Regions from separate parts of the Pan troglodytes genome. Here region 1 is linked to region 2. A link is a contact called in public Hi-C data. All regions are on one chromosome and are shown on one strand. Each heading gives the region's core, a stretch centred on a gene start, on an enhancer-like site or on the middle of the called end of the contact. The rest is flanking DNA. Distances are from core to core; before and after follow the strand shown.

Region 1 (5,483 bases), core at 2,112-4,611, 210 kb before region 2:
CTTCAGCCTCCCGAGTAGGTGGGATTACAGGTACCCACCACCACACCCAGCTAATTTTTGTATTTTTAGTAGAGATGGGGTTTCACCATGTTGGCCAGGATGGTCTCCATCTCTTGACCTCGTGATCCACCCACCTCGGCCTCCCACTGTGCTGGGATTACAGGCGTGAGCCACCGCGCCTGGCCAGCACTACACTTCTTTTACGGCTCTTTGTCCTGAAGCCTTCACAGGCTCCTCTGGGAACAAATGGCCACAGGTTCTGACCCAAAGGGAAGTAATTCTTTGTCTCACAGGGCCACGACCAGTGCAACCGAGGCTGACTGGGCTAGAGGATGCCTACATGTTCACAATCCTCAAAGCAGTGTGGATGGCATCAGGTGAAAACATCAGCACCTGCTTGCTGCTTGAGCCACCGTGGGAAAGAGCTGAGGAAGACTTCTCAACTCAACCTCCACTCAGGCACACAGTCTGTGGGGGCTCTTAGGCCTGCCTTCTGCTGGGCACTTCTGCAGAGTGGCTGTCTCGTTTTTCAGATGGGTAGGAAATTCAACTGGGAAGACAGGTGAGCCTCCAGGGGTGACACAGGCTGTGGGTCAGTGCAGGGTCTGCGGCAAGGAAACAGGCTGGGTCCTTGAGGCAGGGAGGGAGAAGCAGGGGAGGGCCTGAAAGGGAGGGTTGGGGAAACTGGTCCATCGCTGGATGTCCCCAGGGGCACAGGGAACCCTCTGACCACGCTGGTCTCTCCTGGGGCCCCACCAGCTGGGGAGACAAATTAGTTAGGGAATATCCCTGTCCTATTATAGGGCCTTCAGAGCCTGGCCACATGGTCCTAGAGTCCTGGGAACCAACAGGGAAGGGCCCCCTGTCCTGGGTGGCAAGTGGAACCTGGCCCAGGCCTGAGCTGAACCCAGTCTGGCAGAATTGCAGCTGCCAGAGCTGCTGGTGTCAGGACCAGCGAGGGGGATGGTGCCTTGTCTACTCCCCTCTCACTCACTGGCTATAGCAGTGCTGCCTCTACATCCCCTCCCCAAAGGAAGGATCTGTGGCTTAGCTGTCTGCAGACTGCCATTCCAATGGATCCTGGGTTTTAGAAGGAACAGGAGCTTTCACCGATGAGGCCAGCAGGGCCCTCTACTGCCCGCACCTTTGTCCTCTCTGTTTTCCTTCACAAGCCCCCTGACCTGCCCCTGCCCTCATCCTGGCTGGCTTCTGTCTTGCCCATGAGGCAAGATGGGGTTTGAGCAGATCTGCTGGCCCCACACCCAGTAGGGCCTGGTACCCAGGAACTGCTCACAGGTAACTGAGGCCGGATACCAGTGGCCTTGCAGCATGCTGAAGGTCAGGACCCCTCCCAGTGCCCTGAGGGAGGCCTGGTGTGGGCTAGTATCCTTTTCCTACCTGACCAAGCCATCCTTCCTACTTACTATAAGGCTTTGTGGGGAGGAAACAGTAGCAAACACGTCCGTGATGGTGTTTGCTCCCTCCCTCCTCACCACCTCCTTTCACAGACAGGGAGACTGAGGCACCCAGGGTTAGGTTAAGAGTGGTAGATGTAGGATGTGCTGACCAGGGCCACCGAGGCTGCCAGTGACTGCTGAGTGGACCCGCGGTCACCTGCCCCGCCACCCTGTGGGATCGACTGGGCGGGAGGGCACTGCTTGCCTCCCTTACCCATACTCACACTCTCCCCGCAGGGAGGACTTGATGGTGGCAGGGGCCTGGGCCCAGCTCTGGACTGGGATGGGACTCACCTGGGCCCAGAGAGGCCATGCTGGGGGTAGCTTCAGGCCTGTGTGGCCGGGGAGGCCCAGGGTCCTTGGACTGGTCCAGGGTGGAAGCTGATGCTGACGGAGGGCAGGTGATACTAGTTGTGGCGGCAGCTAGTGCAGGGCGAGGCTTGGTGTGAGCATCACTGGGCCGCTGGACAGAGTCAGCTGGCACAGGGTCAGGGGCTGTGGGCACCACTGTCACAGGAAAGAAGTTCTCTCGGCTGTCTTTGGGGTGCTTTGGAGTGGTGGGGGTGTCCCCCGAGGCCTGTGAGACAAACAAGAGGTGAGAAAGGCTGGCTAGGCAGCCCTGAGCCCACGCTGCTCTGCCCGCCAGCCGACCAGTGCTGTCCCACAGGACATCCTGTGCGCCTGGGGCTGCCAACACTGCCCATATGGCACCACTGAGCCCCCACAATGCTGCCAACAAGGTCCATCAGAGAGGCACCCCATCAGGATCCTGCTGATGCTAGGACACAGCTGGAGACCCAGAACCCCTCCCTGGGAGAATGTCCAGGCCGTACTGGTGGGGACTCAGTGGAAGGACCTCCAGCTGGCCTTGCCCTCACACCACAGGGCGCCAGTCTGGGAGGAGTATGTCCTGCAGGACCCTAGGCATGGGTGCAGCTCCCAACCCAGGGAATGCAGGAACAGGTGGTCAGTCTTGGAGGGTGACTTCCCAATGGCCACTCATGGGAGAGTCCTGAGGGAGCTAGTGGGATGCTGCAAGAGTTTGCTTCCTGGGCTTGATACCACAACCCACTGTGACCTACTGCCACGGCACCCAGTGCTGCCCCCAGCTTGGCCTCTCCCTGCAGCCTGGCCTTGGCAACTGCTCCCACCATGGGCCTGCGATTTCCAGGTGAGCCGGGCCCTAGGGGCCTCCGAGTCTTCATCCACACAATTCCCTCTGCCACGAGGCCCTTTTGGGGCTCTTTTCACAGGGCTACTTTTGCTCCCACCCCCAGCCAGCCCTCCTGGGACAGGTGTGAAGGCTCCAGTGCCCTGACAGTATGTCTTGAGGTGATGTGAGGCAGCCCTGAGGCAGCCTCTCACAGCTGAGCAGAGGAGTGGGTCCACCCTTCAACCCTCCCCAGCACCAGGCTGACTGTACTGTGGGAGCTGGCCCACATGGGGCTGACAGCACCCCCACCCCCTCGAGTGTGGGAGAGTCACACGCCTGCAGGTAGGTACCTCAGTGCATGGGGGCGGGGGGGCAGTTTGCTACCACCGATGACCCTGTCTCTTCTGACATTGGTTTTGCTAAAATGCCCTGTTCCTCAATTCCACATGGTTCAGGACGGGCCCCTGTGGACTCTGCCACATACTGGGTGTCTGGGATGTGCCCCAGGCCGGTGCTCTGGGGCCCAGCCTTGTCCTGTGGGCAGCCCATCCTGTGGGAGTGCGGGGCAGGAGGACAGACCTGTCTCTCGGGCCCTGCGGGCCTGCGGCAATACCAGTGGTGGTGTAGCAGCCTAGCTGGCAGCGTGAGCAGACACGCTGGAGGAAGGTGAGTGCAGTGTCCCTGTGCTCGCTCAGGAGCGGGCCTCAGCCGTGGGCACTGAGCCTCTAATTATGTCCAGAGCACCCTCCAGGCGGGTTCAGGGCTGCCATGGCAACAAGGACATGCCGTGAGCAAAATGGACACTCCCTGAGGGGCGGGAGCTATGGGCTCTGATGGCAGGAAATGGCCTCCAAGATTGGGCTTAAGGGAGGAGAGAACCAGAGGATGGCAGCCAGCCCCTACAGTGGCATCTTCTCTGGGCCCAGGGTAAGAATCCTAGGTAGGAAACGCAAATCTGCCCACGGCAGATACCAAAGCGCCCCCACCGCACCAGGGTCTGGGAAGCAGGCAGGTAGGTCTGAGGGTCATTAGGGCCTCCTCCCTGCCACTCCCCTCCACACACTGGGAGGGGACTGCTGGGGCCTGGCCTGGCGTCGCCCAGCAGCAGGCAACCTGAAAGGTAAGGACCTGGGTCCCCTGGCTCTGGCCACCCCCATAACCCAGGCTGTGTCTTCCTAGGTCTCTGACGGAAATCTCTGCTCACCCAGCCCTCAGGGGCCCCAATATGCATGTGCCTCGGCAAAATGGGGTCTGGCCCAGCCCTGGCTCCTGCCAACTCAGTACCCCTTTCTTCTCACGCTACAGTGTGGGGTTGTGGGGGGGTTTCCTGTGTGGGTCTATCTTTTAAGGACGTCAAAAGCAGAAACAGCCCTCCTGTCTCCTGAGTGGTCACCACTCCCATGTCCACCTGCTCCACCTGGGCCAGTGGAGGAGGCAGGGGCACCCTGGTGGACCTGGGCCTGGGCCTGCGCCCAGCACTGGGGCCCAGACAGCTGTGCTATGCACTCTGCCTAGCTGGACAATGAAATGGTGGGGACTGCTGGGGGTTGGGGCACTCCCTGTCAAGGACTCTGGCCCTTAGCTGGGGACCAGGCCCACCTACTCCCCACAGCATGCCTCGTCTGGCCCACAGCCTGCTTGGTCAAAGCTGAACCTCGCGGGCTTCCGCAGACGTAATAGCCCAGGCAGGTGGTGGGGGCCTGAGGCTCCATTCCACTGAGAAGGAAGCCCGTCTGGACCCCAAAGGCAGCTACCAGCCCTCTGCTAGGGGACCTGGAACAAAGGGACCTGGGACGAGGCTACCGGGGGCATCGGGACACCCCTGGGGACAAAAGACTGCACCTACTCAAATGGCATGCCACCTACCCTCTGGCTTGGAGGCTTATGTTTTAGACAGGGCACACCTGCTCTCCCTGCCTGCCATGTCTGCCCCTCCCTGCCACATCCTCTTGTTGAATTCTGATCCCAGCCCTCCCACCTCTAGCTTGGGGTCCTCCCAGGAGGGGCCTCCCCAACTCCCTACTCCCTGCCATATCTTGGACCCCGCCCTCCCTCCCCAGCCCTGGCCTGGACCTTGCACCAACCCCATCTTCCCTACTCAGGAGTGTTGCTGCCTTGCTTCCTCCCTGCTTAATAAACTCCAGGACTCCTGCCTACCCTGTCTTAGGACACCTTGCTCCCTACAAGTCCTCCCCTGGGGCGGTGGGGTGGGGGGCAGTCCCTGTATAGGCTGCATCTCCACCTTCCCCTGCCACCTGGCTCCTAACCAGACTGGCTCTAACATTGCTGCTTCTACTTCTGTTCCAAACGGAATGACCTTCCCAGTTGAGGTCAGCTGGCTAGGGGCCATCCTCCTTGTTACAGAAAAGGTGGCTGAGGTGAGGGGACCCCTCAGCATGTCTGAACTGGGGTCTGGGCCCTGTCAAGTTCCTGCCCACTATGGCCACGGGCTGGAGGCTCAGCTGCCCCCTGCTCATCTCCCCTCAGCCCAAGCTGACCACAAGAACAGTCCCAAGAGTGGATCTGCTTCTCAGCCTGCATCCTAGGGCCTTGATATGGAGCAGGCTCCGCAAGATGAGGCTGGCACAGGCTAAATTGGGCTTACCTGTCTCTGGGCGGCAGCCCCAAGATGGACCTGGCAGAACTTCACAGCCTGCTCCAGCGCAGCCTCCTCATCCACCTTAACAGGGAGATGCTGGAGGTCAGGGGGCGCAGGCCATTGTGGTTAGCCTCCCCCAGCCCTGTCTGTGTATGTAGCACAGACCAGCCTAGGTAGGGGGCATGCCCTGTGGCTCGGGTGCCCCCCACCACCCCAGACTCTGCTGAATAGCCAGCCGTCCCCACTGCTGTCCGCATCTAGACCCCTACCTCCC
Region 2 (4,771 bases), core at 1,294-3,793:
ATCGTGCCACTGTACTTCAGCCTGGATGACGGAGCAAGACCCTGTCTATAAGTTTTTTCTTTTTTAAGTAATGCATGTTTCAGCTCAGACTTATTCCATGGTGAGATATATATATTATATGTGTGTATGTATATATGTACATATGTATGATTGCAAATGATATCTGTTGCATTTTACATATTGAAGGAAGTATCTTCTTGAAAATATTATAAATTTGTGTCAATGTTGCTACTGCTCAAAACCCATTTCAGAATTGGTAATCTACTTACATTCAAAATGAGTGGGGTGGCCGGGCGCGGTGGCTCACCCCTGTAGTCCCAATACTTTAGGAGGCTGAGGTGGGCAGGTCACTTGAGCCAGGAGTCTGAGACCAGCCTGGCCAACATGGCAAAACCCCGTCTCTACTAAAAATACAAAAATTAGTAGGGCATGGTGGTGCATGCCTGTAATCCCAACTTCTCGGGAGGCTGAGGTACGAACTTGGGAGGCAGAGGTAGCAGTGAGCCAAGATCACACCACTACACTCCAGCCTGGGCAACAGAGCAAGACTCTGTCTCAAAACAAACTAACAAAAAAAACCAAACCAAACAAAAAAATACAACATAAAGGAGTCACCCAGAAGGAGGGTGCTGCGAAGACACATAGGGGAATGCCAGAACAGAGGCAAAGATTGGAGTGATGGGTGTTAGATTAATCATGGTCTTTATGTCCTGTACTTTATCATGCTTTGACATTTTTTAAGTTTATTTTACATTTTTGTAGAGACAGGGTCTCACTCTGCCAGGCTGGAGTGCAGTGGCACAATCTCGGCTCACTGCAACCTCTGCCTCCTGGGCTCCAGTGATCCTCCCACTTCAGCCTCCTGAGCAGATGGGACTAACAGACACGTGCCAATGCCTAACTAATTTTTTTTGAATTTTTGGTAAAGACGGGGTTTCATCATGTTGCCCAGGCTGGTCTCAAACTCCTGGGCTCAAGCAATCTGCCTGCCTTGACCTCCCAAAGTATTGGGATTACAGGTATGAGCCACCATGCCCGGCCCAGTTTTTACAGATATTTTAAAAATTATATCTTACAGTGGACCTATAAGTGTCAGAACTCTCATCTCCTTTGACAGCAAGGATACCAGGATTCAAAGTAGTTAATGGCATACTTGAGGTCAGGAGCTAATGAATGACAGAGTCAGGATTTAAATTCAGGGTCTTGGCTGGGCACGGTGGCTCACGCCTGTAACCCCAATAAGGTAGGAGACCACCCCTCATATTGTCTTATGCCCAATTTCTGCTTCCAAAGAAAGAGGTAAAAACTAAAAGGCAGAAATGAAATCCACAGGCAGACAGCCCGGCGCTGCACCTTGGGCTTGGTTAAAGATCCACCCCTGACCTAACCAGTTATGTTATCTATAGACTCCAGACATTGTATGGAAAAGCACTGTGAAAATCCCTGTCCTGTTCTGTTCCATTCTAATTACTGGTGCATGCAGCCCCCAGTCGTGTACCCCCTGCTTGCTCAATTGATCACGACCCTCTCACACAGACCCCTTAGAATTGTAAGCCCTTAAAAGGGACAAGAATTTCTCACTCAGGGAGCTCGGTTATTGGAGACGTGAGTCTTGCTGAAGTTCCCGGCCGAATAAAGCCCTTCCTTCTTTAACTTGGTGTCTAAGAGGTTTTGTCTGCAGCTTGTCCTGGTACACCAACACTTTGGGAGGTCGAGATGGGCAGATAACTTGAGGTCAGAAGTTCAATACCAGCCTGGCCAACATGGCAAAACCGCAACTCTACTAAAAATACAAAAATTGGAGAGGGATTTCGGGATCATGGCAGACGGGAGGCATAGCCAGATTGCAGCTCCGGACAGAGCAGCATGTGGAGGCTTGCATTGTGAATTTTAGCTGCAGATCCACTGAAAGAACAAACCAGCAATCCTGAGAGGATCCACAGACCCTCTGAAGGAAGCAGACTTGCTCCTGCAGGGCCCAGGAGACACCCCAAATACTGTGAGTGCCCCAACTGTGGAAGTGGGAAAGGGAGACCCTCCTCTCCTGAGCACACACCCCCACTGGAGAAGCTGAAGGCCTGTTTGTGGGAGAAGTTTCCGACTTTTCCTGGAGCTGAGTCAAGTTACAAAACTGAGCCGAGCAAAATACAGGGTCAGAGGAAGCAGCAGAAAGGCCCTGGGAGCTCACTGGATCCCCAAGCAGCCCATTCCTGCCTGGCACCACAGGGATCCATCAGGACGGTGGCCAGAAAGCAAGGGGTAAAACTCCACAGCTCCACAGGGAGAAGGAATTCTCTAGCTGAACTTTGTAACAATTTGAATGGGGTGAGAAGCCTCCGGGCCAGAACCCAGGGGAGGGTGTGAATCTGGCTTGCAGATTTCACAGGGGGAGGAAGAACTAAAGCCCTTTTCTTTGGCAGCTGGGAGGTGGAAAGCCTCAGGCAAGTTTTCAATTCGTCTGGCCCTCCATCTGGAAACACACTGTTTGCTGTTTCCAGATGGAGGGCTGTTTGCAGGACATGGTGGGAGTGAGACCGCCCCTTCAGTTTGCATGGGAGCTGGATGAGGCCTGTGACTTCCGGCTTTCCCCCACTTCCCTGACAACCTGCATGACTCAGCAGAGGCAGCCATAGTTCTCCTAGGCACACAACTCCAATGACCTGGGCATCTCACCCCCATCCTCCACAGCAGCTACAGCAACACCTGCCCAAGGAGAGTCTGATCTCAGACATGCCTAGCCCCGTCCTCACCTGAGGGTCCTTTCCTACCCACCCTAGTAGTGGTAGACAAAGGACGCATAATCTTGGGAGTCCTAGGGCCCCACCCACCACTGGCCCCTCTCCACACTACTACAGTTGATGCTTTCTGGAGAGAGCCACCTCCTGGCAGGAGGCCAACCAGCACAAAAATAGAGCATTAAACCACCAAAGTTCACGGAGTGCACTGCACCGTCCGCCGCCTCCACCAGAATAGGTTCTGGTATCCATGGCTGAGAGACCCATAGACGGTTCACATCACAGGACTCTGTGCAGACAACCCCCAGTACCAGCCCGGAGCTGACTAGACTCACTGGGCAGCTAGACCCAGAAGAGAAACAACAATCACTGCAGTTTGGCTCACAGGAAGCCACATCCACAGGAAAAGGGGGAGAGACTACATCAAGGGAACAGCCCTGGGACAAAAAAAATCTTAACAACAACCTTCAGCCCTATACCTTCCCTCTGACAGAGCCTACCCCAATGAGAAGGAACCAGAAAACCAAATGTGGTAACATGACAAAACAAGGGTCGTCAACACCCCCAAATATCACACTAGTTCACCAGCAACGGATCCAAACCAAGAAGAAATCCCTGATTTACCTGAAAAAGAATTCAGAGGCCGGGCGCGGTGGCTCACGCCTGTAATCCCAGCACTTTGGGAGGCCGAGGTGGGCGGATCACGAGGTCAGGAGATCGAGACCATCCTATCTAACATGGTGAAACCCCGTCTCTACTAAAAATACGAAAACAAAATTAGCTGGGCATGGTGGCTGGCGCCTGTAGTCCCAGCTACTCAGGAGGCTGAGGCAGGAGAATGGAGTGAACCTGGGAGGTGGAGCTTGCAATGAGCAGAGATCCCGCCACTGCACTCCAGCCTGGGCAACAGAGCGAGACTCCATATATATATGGAATATATAGGGAATATATATATAGGGTATATATATATATGTGGAATATATAGGGAATATATATATAGGGAATATATATATAGGGAATATATACAGAATATATATAGGGAATATATATATGGAATATACATAGGGAATATGTATAGGGAATATATATAGGGAATATATATATAGGGAATATATATATAGGGAATATATATATAGGGAATATATATAGGGAATACACACATGGACTATATATATATGGAATACACACATGGAATATATATATGGAATACACATGGAATATACACACATGGAATATACATATATGGAATATACACACATGGAATATATACATCTGGAATATATATGTGGAATATATACATCTGGAATATATATATCTGGGATATACATATGGAGTATATATCTGGAATATACATATATGGAATATATATGTGGAATACATACATATATGGAATATATATGTGGAATACATACATATATGGAATACATATATATGGAATACATATATATTCCATATATGGAATATAAATATGGAATATATCTATGAATATATATGGAATCTATATGGAATATATATGGAATAAATGTATGGAATCTATATATATGGAATATATGTGGAACATATGGAATATATGTGGAATATATGGAATGTATATGGAATATATGTGGAATATATGGAATGTATATGGAATATATATGGAATATATGGACTGTATATGGAACATATGGAATATATATTGAATATATGGAATACATATGGAGTACATATGGAATATATACATACGGAATACATATATGGAATATAGACATATGGAATATATACATGGAGTATATACATACAGAATATATACATATGGAATATATACATGGAATATATACATATGGAATATATACATGGAATACATACATGGAATACATATATGGAATACATACGTATGGAATACATATATGGAATACATACATGGAATACATACATGGAATACATATATGGAATACATACGTATGGAATACATATATGGAATACATACGTATGGAATATATATGGAGTACACATCTATGAAATATATATATGGAGTACATATATATGGAATATATAAA

The links. A called contact is a pair of places that touch in the nucleus more often than the background predicts.
Region 1: a Hi-C map of stem cell-derived neural progenitor cells shows a contact between it and region 2, with 2.2 times the contacts expected there. The contact joins two enhancer-like sites. A contact is called at or near these places in 2 of 7 Hi-C or Micro-C datasets (induced pluripotent stem cells and stem cell-derived neural progenitor cells).

What each region holds. Positions count from the first base shown.
Region 1 is chr23:26,136,364-26,141,846 of NHGRI_mPanTro3-v2.0_pri, reverse strand. CABIN1 (calcineurin binding protein 1) reads right to left here. Exons shown (of 36, transcript XM_063808363.1): 32 at 5,216-5,290; 33 at 1,752-2,034. Among named protein-coding and RNA genes, the nearest start is that of SUSD2, 10 kb to the left of the region's middle. Within about 2 kb of position 3,361, at least 3 of the 24 cell types and tissues checked have an H3K27ac peak or open chromatin away from gene starts, as enhancers often do. A contact at or near this core is called in stem cell-derived neural progenitor cells, where this site is marked.
Region 2 is chr23:25,930,938-25,935,708 of NHGRI_mPanTro3-v2.0_pri, reverse strand. No RefSeq gene overlaps it. Among named protein-coding and RNA genes, the nearest start is that of CABIN1, 47 kb to the left of the region's middle. Within about 2 kb of position 2,543, at least 8 of the 24 cell types and tissues checked have an H3K27ac peak or open chromatin away from gene starts, as enhancers often do. A contact at or near this core is called in stem cell-derived neural progenitor cells, where this site is marked.